4 separate regions of the Mus musculus genome follow, and regions 2, 3 and 4 are each linked to region 1. Evidence: chromatin contacts called from public Hi-C and promoter capture Hi-C data. All regions are on one chromosome and are shown on one strand. Each heading gives the region's core, a stretch centred on a gene start, on an enhancer-like site or on the middle of the called end of the contact. The rest is flanking DNA. Distances are from core to core; before and after follow the strand shown.

Region 1 (2,700 bases), core at 77-2,576:
GAGGATGGCAGACCCTGGAGACTCTGAATTTTACTACAACACACAGTGTAGAACTCCATTCAGTTGCATTTGATTTACTCTTAGCTACACTATTTTCTATCAGTGGGTTTTGCTTTCCTTACAAAGCTACACAAAGGATCGAAGCTATCTCATCATGACAAGTGTAGACTTTACCCACTGTAGAAAACCACTGATATTTTTTAACTTTGTTTCAAGCGACAACTTTGTATATCAATGTGATATGGACTTTTGGTGACTGGAGGAGCAAAGGTTAAGCCACACATGAAAAAAAAAAATCTCCATTTTCAAGCACTAAATGAGACAGGTGTTCTCACAGGATCTGTTTCCCTGCACTATGTCTTCACAGTCACGCCATTTTCTAAGAAGATGGCCACACAATAAGTTGTCCAGGGGCAGATAAGAAAGAACATGCCATCTAGCTGAGGAATTACTGTAGATTACTGTTTTTTCTTTTCTTTTCTTTTCTCTTCTTTTCTTTTCTTTTCTCTCTTCTCTTTCTTCTCTTCTCTTCTTCTCTTCTCTTCTCTTCTCTTCTCTTCTCTTCTCTTCTCTTCTCTTCTCTTCTCTTCTCTTCTCTTCTCTTCTCTCTCTTCTCTTCTCTTCTCTTCTCTTCTCTTCTCTTCTCTTCTCTTCTCTTCTCTTCTCTTCTCTTCTCTTCTCTTCTCTTCTCTCCTCTCCTCTCCTCTCCTCTCCTCTCCTCTCCTCTCCTCTCCTCTCCTCTCCTCTCCTCTCCTCTCCTCTCTTTTCTTCTCTTCTCTTCCCTTCTTTTCTTCCTCCCCCCTCTCTTTCTTTCTTTCTTTCTTTCTTTCTTTCTTTCTTTCTTTCTTTCTTTCTTTCTTTCTTTCTTCCTTTCTTTCGTGTGTGCACACGCACACGCAAGTGTATATGCAGGGACTCATGTCCATGTGAATGTAGAGGCAAGAGGTTGGGGCTTGGTGTTTTCCTTTCTTTCCCTCTACCTTTGCTTATGAGACACATGGTGGTCACTGATTGGTTAAATTGGCTGGCCAAACGGCTCTGGGGAATTTCATTTCCTTCCTATCAGAGCTAAGGCTAAAGACATGCTCTACTGCACCTGCCCCTTTCTGTGTTGCCTGTTTGAGATCCAAACACAGGTCTTTCTCCTTGTGGGACCAGGACTTTACCAACTCAGCCATCTCCACAGTCCAAGAATCCCTTACTTATTTATCTGCTTGTTTGTTTTTATGTGTGGGTGTTTTGCCTGAATGTATAACTGTGCACTATGTACATTCCTTGTGGCTGCAGAGGCCAGAGGAGGCTTTCAGATCCCCGGAACTGAGTCATAGACAGTTGTGAGCCACCGTGTCTGTGCTGGGGATTACTCCATCTTGATCCTCTGGAAGAAGAGCCAGTGCTCTTAACTGCTGAGCCATCTCCCCAGCCACAAGAATTCCTTTTTAAAATATGACAAAGAGGAAGCACCAGTGAGGGCTTCTGGTAGGAATGTTTAGTGTACAGATGAAAATGTGGGCTTAGGGCCAAGGAATTTACAGACCATCAGGAAAAAAGCCTCAACTAAGAGTCAACCCTAGAGAGTATGCATGTGGAGAGAGGAAAAGATAAGGAAAATTTTCAGATTTACTATGCAGAGAAAGTCAATTGGCAAAGGATGAATGATGTCTATTATTTTTGTTTTCGACAATTTTCCTTCAGTTTTTTTTTTATTTAAGGGTAATTTTAAGGCTTATACCTGAAACCTTTCTGATTATTTGTTAATTCACAATCTTTGGATCATTCATTTACATTTTCAAATGAAATCTATAGTCTCAGAAGTTATTCCTTTGACAGCATGGGTTGGAGCAAGGAGCTTTTTGTGTGTGATGAGTGACTTGAAGAAATTCAGAAACATCTGGGAAATTAAAAAAGAGCACATCTGTGGGTGTATTTGTGAAGACTTTTCTGGATCATGAAGGCTTTTACCTCATCAATAACATAGACCATCACTTGATAGATTCATAATATGCCTGTATTACTTGGATATGAGATCTAGTTGGAGGAAGGCCCCCGAGGAAGCATTGAGGGATGGGCTTTTCTCTGGCCTCCTCCTGCCCTCTGCCTTCTCTGCCTGCTGTCTACCAAGTGATCAAGAACAGCCCCAGAAAACACCTCCATTGCCCCGATGTTCGGCACAAATATATGGGTTCAGCCTTTTTATACCATGAGCCAAAATGAGACTTCACTCTCTTAAATATTTCTTTCAGGCATCTGTCCACAGTGATATAGAAGCCTGGCTACTACGTTTTCTAACTCCATCACTGTTCAGGAAGACGTGGCTTTAAGTTTATCAGTCTGAATGTTCTATAGAGCATCTCCATCTCTTACGTTCAGCATAATTCCTGGACTACAGAAGATAATAAATATATTTTGACTAAGTCAGTGAACAACGCAAATAAAGCAGAGGTGGGGGAACACACGTGCAAACCACCCACCCTCCTCTAAAGCTAAGACTCATTGCTTTTTAAATCAGTACTTCCGGGTTAAGGCCTCAGCGACAGACTTACATCCAGGCCTGATGAGAGTACAATGAGAAAGACTGGCCACTTAACCCCCTGGTGGGCCATATGTTACCCAGAGCTCATTAATGAAATGGTTGGGCAATTATCTCTTTTAGTGGCAAACTATATTCAGTTCCTGATTTTTTTTTTTTTTTTTTTACCA
Region 2 (2,700 bases), core at 7-2,506, 340 kb before region 1:
ACCTACATTATTTTTAAAGCAGTTACAGCCATTTCTACAAGATACGATAATGTGTTGGCCCCTTGAAGAAAACAAAAAGCAGTCTTAATTGCAGAGAGAGAGGGGAGAGAGAGATTAAAATGACAGAACTTATTAAAAAAACAAAAACAAAAACCAAAAAACCTCCCATTGCTAATGAAACGGAGCACCCCGCAGCAAGCACAGCTTTTCAAACCCGGCCCATTCACAAACACATTTAAACACAGCTCACTAACAAAACGCTGAACACATTCGCTTGCCAGTTCTTCAAGACTCACTCGCCACCACTGAAAAGTAACTTGAATTCCTTGGGTCTCTGGGCATAGTCTCTGCCTGGTGTCACCTGGTCCGCCCTGCCAGGAGCTCCCCCAAAGGAATCCCTGCAGGACTTGGGGACCCCCCCCCCCCAAGCCTCCACCTGCCCTCCGGGAGGACCCTTCTCTGTCCTCACTGGCAAGGAAACAAGAGTAGCATTGTCCTCAGCGCTGTGTAATTTGCAAGATAGAACCTCTGGCGCTCTGGGTCTCCAGCCCAGCCACCTGCCCAAGTCCTCGTCACTACACTCCAACTGAGATCGACTCAAAGGCTCCCCGACTGCGAGGAGGTGTGAACAATGAAGTTATCTGGCTCGGATTTCCCACACCCAGCCACGCCGCCCGGAGTCCGGCGGTGGGAAGTTGGGAACTGAGCCCGCGGGGTCAGTTCCACGAGCGTCCCCCCTCGGCCGCGCCCCTCGCGTCGTCTGCCCGGGGGCTGGCCCGTTACCTCCTTCCTGCGGCTGGGCGCCCCGGGGCGGGTGATGAGGGCCGTCTCCTCGCACACGACGGCCACGTCCTCCACGAACACGCAGTCGGGCAGGCTCTCGTCGGCGGGCAGCTGCACCACCTGCAGCCCCAGCTTGCTGCCCAGCACGCCCACGTAGAGCTCGTGCTGGCGCTCGGCGCGAGCGAAATCCACCTCCTCGCCCTGCGAGCGCCTCAGCGCGTGGCGGCACAGGGACTCGGGCGGAGCCCGCACCACGGCGTGGGTGGCCCGGCCGAAGGCGGAGGGGTGGCCGAGGCCGGCCATGGTTCGCGCGGAGAGGAGGCGACGGTGGCTGGGTTTGAGTCGGTGGCTCGGTCCTCCCGAGAGCAGCGCGCGCCCAGCCTGCGAGCCTGCGAGCCTGCGAGCGCCCGGCGGCTCCTCTTGGCAGCCGATGAATGTGCTGCTGCGGGAGCCCGGCTCGCGCCCGGAGCCCTGCCCGCGCCACTGAGCATGCCCAGAGCTCCGGGCGCCGGCCCAGCGCCCGCGGGCCTATTCCTATGCTCTCCGCATCTGCCGCAGACCGGCCTGGGTCAATCGGGATGCGGAGGCCAGGGACTTAATCAGCAATGACTCCCTCCGTGGTGTGTGTATCCCACCGCAGGTGCACGCCTCACATGGTCCCCATGAGGACCTGGAAATTAGGCAGTGCTGAACTGGACCTGCTGGAGAAGACTTCACGGTCAGGGGACCAGGTGAAGGGCGATTGTTTATGGATAAACTTTCCCTTTCTCTTCTTCTCTTTTTATCCAGCACGTGGAACCTCGGTTCTCAGCGTGGCAGCCTGTCTTCACCCAAATTACCTCGACTTTCTCCAAATTGACCAACTGCCCCACGTGAAACTCAGTATAGTATAAAGAATGCATTTCTTCCCACCCAGGAGAAAGTAACCCAAAAGACAGACACACAGTTACAATAAGTATCTAGGAACAGTGATACTTCAAGCCCACAAGGCAATTTAAAGTGGGAAGAATGCCTCTTCTTGTTTTCTCCGTTTTTCTTTAACTGCACTAGGCTTGTCATTCAATAAAGGAGTGTTTATCTAGAAACCAGCACACATACCTACCCTATCTCATCCCCATTCGAGGCTGAAGGCACAGAGATAGGGTGAGGGATGGTACTGTGGGCTTTAACAATGTCCTATTCCAGGCTTCCCAAGATACACTTCAAAGTCACTGTTTTAATAAACCTGTGGTCACAACAGACCTTGGGCGACATTTCACCCCTGATGAGCTTACAGCATCCATTCCGAGAAGGATCAACCACCTCATCCAGTCCCCACAACTACCTTAAACAACGAAGACTGCAAGAACCCAGCTGTATCTCACCAGGGCAGTGGGATTGGCAAAACCCTCGCCCCCCCACCCCCCACTTCCTCTCGCTAACATTCTCATCAGGACTCCAAAGATGGACTTGGGAGTCTCCGAACCCCGTAATGAAGCCACGTGGATGAAGTCTTTATCTGCTCTTCACCAACACGCTTCTTTTGAGGACTGGTGCTAGAGCTTAGTCCCCGGGGACGCCCAGAGCTTTTGCCCTAAAGCTCAGGTAACAAAGATTGACCCTAGAATACTTTTCTCAGTGCAATCAGTTCTGAAGAAAATGTGATTCCAATGTGTTTATTTCCAGAGCCTGCTAGAAGCAAGGAGCTAGCATTTTGTTCCCACAATAGAACTCTGCCCCCCCCACCCCCCACCCCCGCGGTCACAATTCAGTTCCTTGACCTTCGGAAGGAGATTCCAGCTTCCTTACAGCCTCGCCCTTCCTGTGGGAACACACCTTTCGGAATTCCTGTCACTTCTCGACCTTCCCTCTTTGCCGCTCAAGAATCCGTCCTTTCTTTGATGGTGATACAAAGCCTGTTCTTTTTCCTCTTTCACA
Region 3 (2,700 bases), core at 155-2,654, 480 kb before region 1:
TGTTCACTTCACTGCAAATGAACTCAATTGTTCTGTAGAAAAGACTCCAGTTCTTTCCTCTCCTGATTCTCCTGCTAGACAACATGTCGGAGGCATCTCTCTGGATGGGGTGGGCCAGGAAGAACTGTCCATTTTTCTCTGACACTTTTGCTTGGTTGCTGAGGACTAAGGGCATCCATCCGTAGACTCAAGGATCTTTAGCTTGCCAGCAGGGAGGGTCACTCAGGGATGTGTCAGTTCTCTTACAGGAGCCGTCCTCTCAAAGAGCAGCCTCCGTCCCACAGAAGGGGTTGCGTGGACCCTCATCTTTGGAGCACACTCACCCCTCAGCATCAGATGTGCTGGGCCAGCGTGAGGGACACTCATGTCCTGCCCTTCCTCTGGAAGGCAAACCTCACCTGGGGAGCTGTGAGGTCCCAAGAGAGCCCTGTTCCTTACTCTGTCATGTGGCACTGGGGTTCTGTCGCATGAACTGAGAGTGGGGGGGGAAGGGTGTGGTGTTGGTTCAAATACCACACTTGCCTACAGACCTCACCGAATTAGCCTGCCTGCTTGCCTGCCTTCCTTCCTTCCTTCCTTCCTTCCTTCCTTCCTTCCTTCCTTCCTTCCTTCCTTCCTTCCTTCCTCCCTCCCTCCCTTCCTTTCTTCCTTCCTTCCTTTTTCCCTTTCCTGCCCTCTCTCTTCCCTCTCTTCTTCCTTCCCTCCATCCCCTCCTTTCTTCACTGAAGGTCAAACCCAGGGCTGAACACACTAGGCAAGCCCTGTAGAGCTGAAGGAACACATGCTGTATCCAATCCATGACCACGATGAGTGACTCAAGTGTGGTGTCCTCTTTGGAAGCAGTTCTCACCATTTCCCCATCAGAAGCAGATTCTTATAATGCAAACTGAGTGTGGAGGCCTCAGTATTGTCATCTGCTACATGAAGACCGTGTGTGTCTGACTGTGAGTCCGAGGTGATAGAGTGGAATGGAAAGCCACCCGGAGCCTAATTGTAGACTCTTGGGTGGTAAAGGAACACCTTACCTACCCTGCTGTCCATGCTGTCCGTTCCCAGGGTTGCTGGCTGGAACAGTCTCTCTGCCACCACACCACTCTTGCTCATGGTCCATGAACACCCCAACGATAGGAACCTCACTGATCTTAAACTATTATCCCCGTGAGCAATATGACCAAATAAAATGCAAACATCTAGGGCTAGATGTCAACACAGAAGGTCAGAATTTTAAACAACATTGTGTGACCAGAAAGTCCCGGGAACAGCTGCAAAATGGCAACTTGATGTTTGGGACCAAGTGCTCACATGGTGTGTCTAAGTTTAGAATCAACACAGTGTCTATTAAAGAGGGCCTGGACCGGCAGGTCTGGGACGTGATGATCTTTCACTCCGAGGCCGCCTGCGGCTGATTTGGATCCAATAATTTTCTGATACTGAGTGAAGGAGAGCCTGGCCACAGCACATGCCTCCAGCTCAGAAATGTGCCAGGAATTAGGATTTAAATGCCAGCTCTGTGAGACAGCACTGGCATTGCGCCACCCCACCCCCACCCCTCTCTGACCTGCTGTAACTCTTCACCACGGGCTCTGTGCAGATATACTCTGACCTCTCCAGCTCCCTCCTGGGTATCTCAGCCAGCTCCTTGTTGGGGGACGCTGACCTTGTGAATCCTCACCTGGGCCCCATCAGAAGCATCTCCAAGCCAACGGGTCAGCAGCAGATCAGAGCGAAACAAGAAAGGGACTGATGTGTGTCTTCTCAGCTTGGGGCCTGCTCTGGCAAGTTCCAGACGCACCTTCTTGTCTTAGTCTTAGAGGCACAATCTGCCATCCTAGCCCCGGTGAGCCAAGGAGTGTTGTGACGGCTGGGTTTGCGGCGTCTCACTCAGCCCCTGCATGGAGGTTTAGCATTGAGGCCTCTGAATGAGCTGTTGGCTCTGCTCTCTTCCAAGTGTCAGTGAATTCTGTTTCCTGCTGGAATCCTCTCTAAAGTTTTACCCTGTTTATCATTAACTTTTAAATTAATTTATTTAAGAGACGGGCTCTAATTGTGATGCCCAGGCTGGCCTGGGACTCATGGTGATCTTCTGCCCCCAGTTCCTGGGTGCTGGGGTTACAAGTGGGAGAGATGGCACTCGGCTCCCATTGCCATCTAGCCCTGGTAACAGCTTCTGTCTTCCCATTATTTTTTAGGCTGAAAGAAAACACGAGAGAGAGAGGGGGGGGCCTGGTGTTTCTCTCCTAGTATTAGTCCTAGGGAACTTCACACACTCATCTGGGTCCCCAGTCAACAAAATAGATGACTTTGTTCACATCCTGTCCTGGAATTTTGAGCCTCTGTTGGGTGCGTGAATCAGTGTTTGTTCCACAAGTTCCTTCCAGAAGTAATAAAACTAACATTTCTACAGAGCTGAGCTCTTGCTTGGAATAGAACTTGTTTGCTGTCAGAGCTTTTCTGTGGAATCCATGTAGAATAAGCAGTTATTGTACTTTGCTGGGATACAGGGTGTTTCAACACCTAGCATGTAGTATTCTGATTGTATTTGGGGGGAACTTGCCTCTTAGGGTTTATCAAATTTCAATCAATAAGCTTCTTTGTCCATGTAGAGGTACATAACTTTATGTTTCAAGAGAAATGGTTAATGGACCAGTTGAGGATGTGGGTTAAGAGGTACAAAGTTCAGATACATGTGATGATTGAGTT
Region 4 (2,700 bases), core at 43-2,542, 310 kb before region 1:
TTCCCTTTGAAGGCACTGTCATTCGATCGATTTGTGACGGCTCTGCTCCAATAACAGAATCATCTCTTGATGGCCCTGCCTTTCCATACTGTTCCAGGGACAACTGACTTCCAACATGTGCTCTGGAGGAGACCTCTGCGCCCCGTCACCTGTGGCTAAGTCAGTGTCAGCCAGCGTGTGTTAAATGTATGTCCACTGAGAGAATGACCAGAGAACACGGCTTACAGTTAGCTCAGCAATGCTGCTTCCTACCGCTGCTGTTTGGGAATGACTTTCCGCTTAAAATATTTTTCAGAGGCAACCAATTAATAAACTCTCGACAAAAACACAGACATCCACTTAATCCCAAGCCAGCTATTGAAGCACAGAACTATAAACAAAACTAAACCCAAGAGCTCTGTTAGAAAGCTGTCAAACTGGCAAAACAAATATTTTTCAATAACATCACAGACTGCTATAATATTGAACAAATACAGCACACCTTCTAAATGATGAAATCCAAATATTTTCTTTTAAAAATTCTGACATTCCAAAAGAGGCTGTTCATAAGGCGGGGACTTTGAACGTGTGGGCTGGTGCTTGGACTGTATTGTACCTGAGCAGAGCTAAGGAACCTATATACGTATTTCATAAATAGAAAATTGGCTGATTAAATGTGAGGCATGGATAAATAGGACTGAACATAATGCACTGAAACACAGCCATCTTAGAGGAACGATTTATCTGTGCACGGAGCTGTTTCTTCCAACAGTTCAATGCTTACTATTTAATATCAGCATAAAGTACAGAAGGCAGCTCTTTAGTTCCTAGCAAGGTGAAACTGGTGGCCAAGTGTTTTGCTTTGGGACGCAACCAGACTGACAACCGTGGCCTTAAAATGTAGATGGCCTGTCCGAGTGTTTTCCCGAGCTTCCAAACGCAGTGAACGGTGTTCATCAAGAGGCATCTTTGTATTGTCTGGGTAGAGCTGTGTGCAAATTAGTTCCTAGGTCATAATTCACCCTCACTCTTCTGAAGGGAAATTATACATATGAAGTCATGTTAGTATTTATGGGATAGGCATTTACCAGAAAGCTCTCAAAGGCTGCATAATGAAATAGCATTAAAGCCCCCTAAATTAATTAACCATAATACTGGAATAGATTCCACTAATGGTTCTACTTCCCAGACACCACTCTCCTTTTAATATTTCTTAAAGGAAAACAATCACATTTTTCATCCCCTTTTACTGACATTTAGCCACCAGGAGCAGAAACCTGTCCACACCCCTGGGACAGCAGGAGGGTGAGGTCACCGACTGGTCACACTCTCTAGTTTCTCTCCTCTCCAAGGGCATCGGCTGCTCCAGCAGCTGACACATCCTGCTGTCCTTGGAAACAGGAAACCAGCCTAGAGTTTCTTTCGGGCTATCTCCAGCATTGCATTAGCAGATTGTCAGGCTTCCCAGACCCTTGTAAATACCTTTCACTGATGGAGTGGGTGAAGGCTCCCAGGGACTGGTGAACAGGGAAGGGTATTTGTGATTGGCAGGGGAAGGACCTGGCTCAGCTGCTGGCCATCGTGGGATGGCTCTGGAGATGAAAGAAGCAAAAGACAAAGAGGAAACACAAGGCCATTTGGTCCATCTCACACAGATGAGCAGACTGATGTCTGCTCCTAGAACAGCCCAGGCCTCTTGGGAGGTCAATGCTGCCCAGGCGAAGGCCCAGCAAAGGGAAGTTCAGATGATCCATGCAGTAGACCCACAAATTGAAGCGATTCAACCAGCTGTCCATCAAAGCAGCAAGTCATCTTCCCACATGCCCAGCTTGGGTCACTATCTCACTGGCTAGCAGTGCCAGCAGAGGGCAGCCAGAGAAAGGAGAGGAGTCCTGTTGTAGACAGAGCTACCGTCTTCTGGACAAGTTGTGGCAAATACTCTGGGTTACTCACAGTAACAGCGGACTTCCTGTTCTTCAGTCACACACCCACCTCATCTGCATTTGTCTTTGTAGTTCTCTGGGTCATCTCTCCCAAAGAATGAATAAGTTGGTCTATGAAGGGGTGGATGGGGTGGGAGCTACAAAGTCATCCATGCTAACTCTTGACAACCTAGGGAAGAGTGGCTTTTTGTGTGCTAAAGCTGCTGGTGGTGTTTGTAAATACAAGCACAGACCCTTAAGTCGTGCTTGATTTTAAAAAAATAAGTAAAACTGGATGTGGGGAAGCTAGAGAGATGGCTCAGCAGTTAATAGCATTTGCTGTTCTTGCTAAAGACCTGGGTTCACTCTCCACCTCCCACTTGTTTGTAGCTTCAGTTCCAGGGTATCCACCATCTCCATGGGCCCCAGGCACACACGTGGCCCACAGCAGACATACCTGAAGGCAAAACGCTTATATACTTATACTCATACTGTGGCGTGTGCCCCCACAAGCATGTCGTGTGCACATGATAGTAATTTTTTTAATTCAAGGGAAATGTTGAAAATGTACAGAGTTTTTTCTTGTCAAAATTCTCTGAAGAGCACATAATAATATGTGTATAATGTTGCATCCTATTGAGTGTAGTAGTTATAAAAGTCAATGGAAACTTACAGGAAGGTGGAGGGTTACTGCAAACGTGCACCGTCTTACACCAGGGACTTGAGAAATGTCAAATCTTATACCCTCTGGTGGGAGGGAAGTCCTGGAACCAATTTCCAGGGTACTCCAAGAGACTGC

Evidence for each region. Promoter capture Hi-C pulls out the DNA fragments that hold promoters and counts their contacts. A called contact is a pair of places that touch in the nucleus more often than the background predicts.
Region 2: a contact with region 1 is called in a promoter capture Hi-C map of the SN4741 cell line, with 3 times the contacts expected there. The contact joins the promoter of Ddah1 here to the enhancer-like site in region 1. A contact is called at or near these places in 7 of 39 promoter capture datasets (the 3T3-L1 cell line, the C10 cell line, the SN4741 cell line and 4 more) and 1 of 9 other capture datasets (embryonic stem cells).
Region 3: a contact with region 1 is called in a Hi-C map of myocytes, with 3 times the contacts expected there. The contact joins two enhancer-like sites. A contact is called at or near these places in 4 of 39 promoter capture datasets (the C10 cell line, hippocampal neurons, pre-B cells and 1 more), 2 of 15 datasets of contacts at CTCF or cohesin (both in embryonic stem cells), 102 of 484 Hi-C or Micro-C datasets (the AML12 cell line, B cells, the BV-2 cell line and 51 more) and 5 of 115 datasets of contacts at active chromatin or transcription factors (embryonic basal ganglia, embryonic stem cells, epiblast stem cells and 2 more).
Region 4: a Hi-C map of the N1E-115 cell line shows a contact between it and region 1, with 5 times the contacts expected there. The contact joins two enhancer-like sites. A contact is called at or near these places in 7 of 484 Hi-C or Micro-C datasets (the Ba/F3 cell line, the HL-1 cell line, the N1E-115 cell line and 4 more).

The regions. Positions count from the first base shown.
Region 1 is chr3:145,419,362-145,422,061 of GRCm38.p6, reverse strand. All of the region lies in intron 24 of Col24a1 (collagen, type XXIV, alpha 1), which reads right to left. Among named protein-coding and RNA genes, the nearest start is that of Gm35133, 29 kb to the right of the region's middle. Within about 2 kb of position 1,326, at least 41 of the 459 cell types and tissues checked have an H3K27ac peak or open chromatin away from gene starts, as enhancers often do. A contact at or near this core is called in the HL-1 cell line, the N1E-115 cell line, the SN4741 cell line and 2 more, where this site is marked.
Region 2 is chr3:145,757,248-145,759,947 of GRCm38.p6, reverse strand. Ddah1 (dimethylarginine dimethylaminohydrolase 1) reads right to left here and starts at 1,256. Exons shown (of 6, transcript NM_026993.3): 1 at 784-1,256. The coding sequence starts at 1,086.
Region 3 is chr3:145,898,800-145,901,499 of GRCm38.p6, reverse strand. No RefSeq gene overlaps it. Among named protein-coding and RNA genes, the nearest start is that of Gm35187, 9.5 kb to the right of the region's middle. Within about 2 kb of position 1,404, at least 16 of the 459 cell types and tissues checked have an H3K27ac peak or open chromatin away from gene starts, as enhancers often do. A contact at or near this core is called in muscle stem cells and myocytes, where this site is marked.
Region 4 is chr3:145,728,918-145,731,617 of GRCm38.p6, reverse strand. No RefSeq gene overlaps it. Among named protein-coding and RNA genes, the nearest start is that of Ddah1, 28 kb to the left of the region's middle. Within about 2 kb of position 1,292, at least 65 of the 459 cell types and tissues checked have an H3K27ac peak or open chromatin away from gene starts, as enhancers often do. A contact at or near this core is called in the HL-1 cell line, the N1E-115 cell line and myocytes, where this site is marked.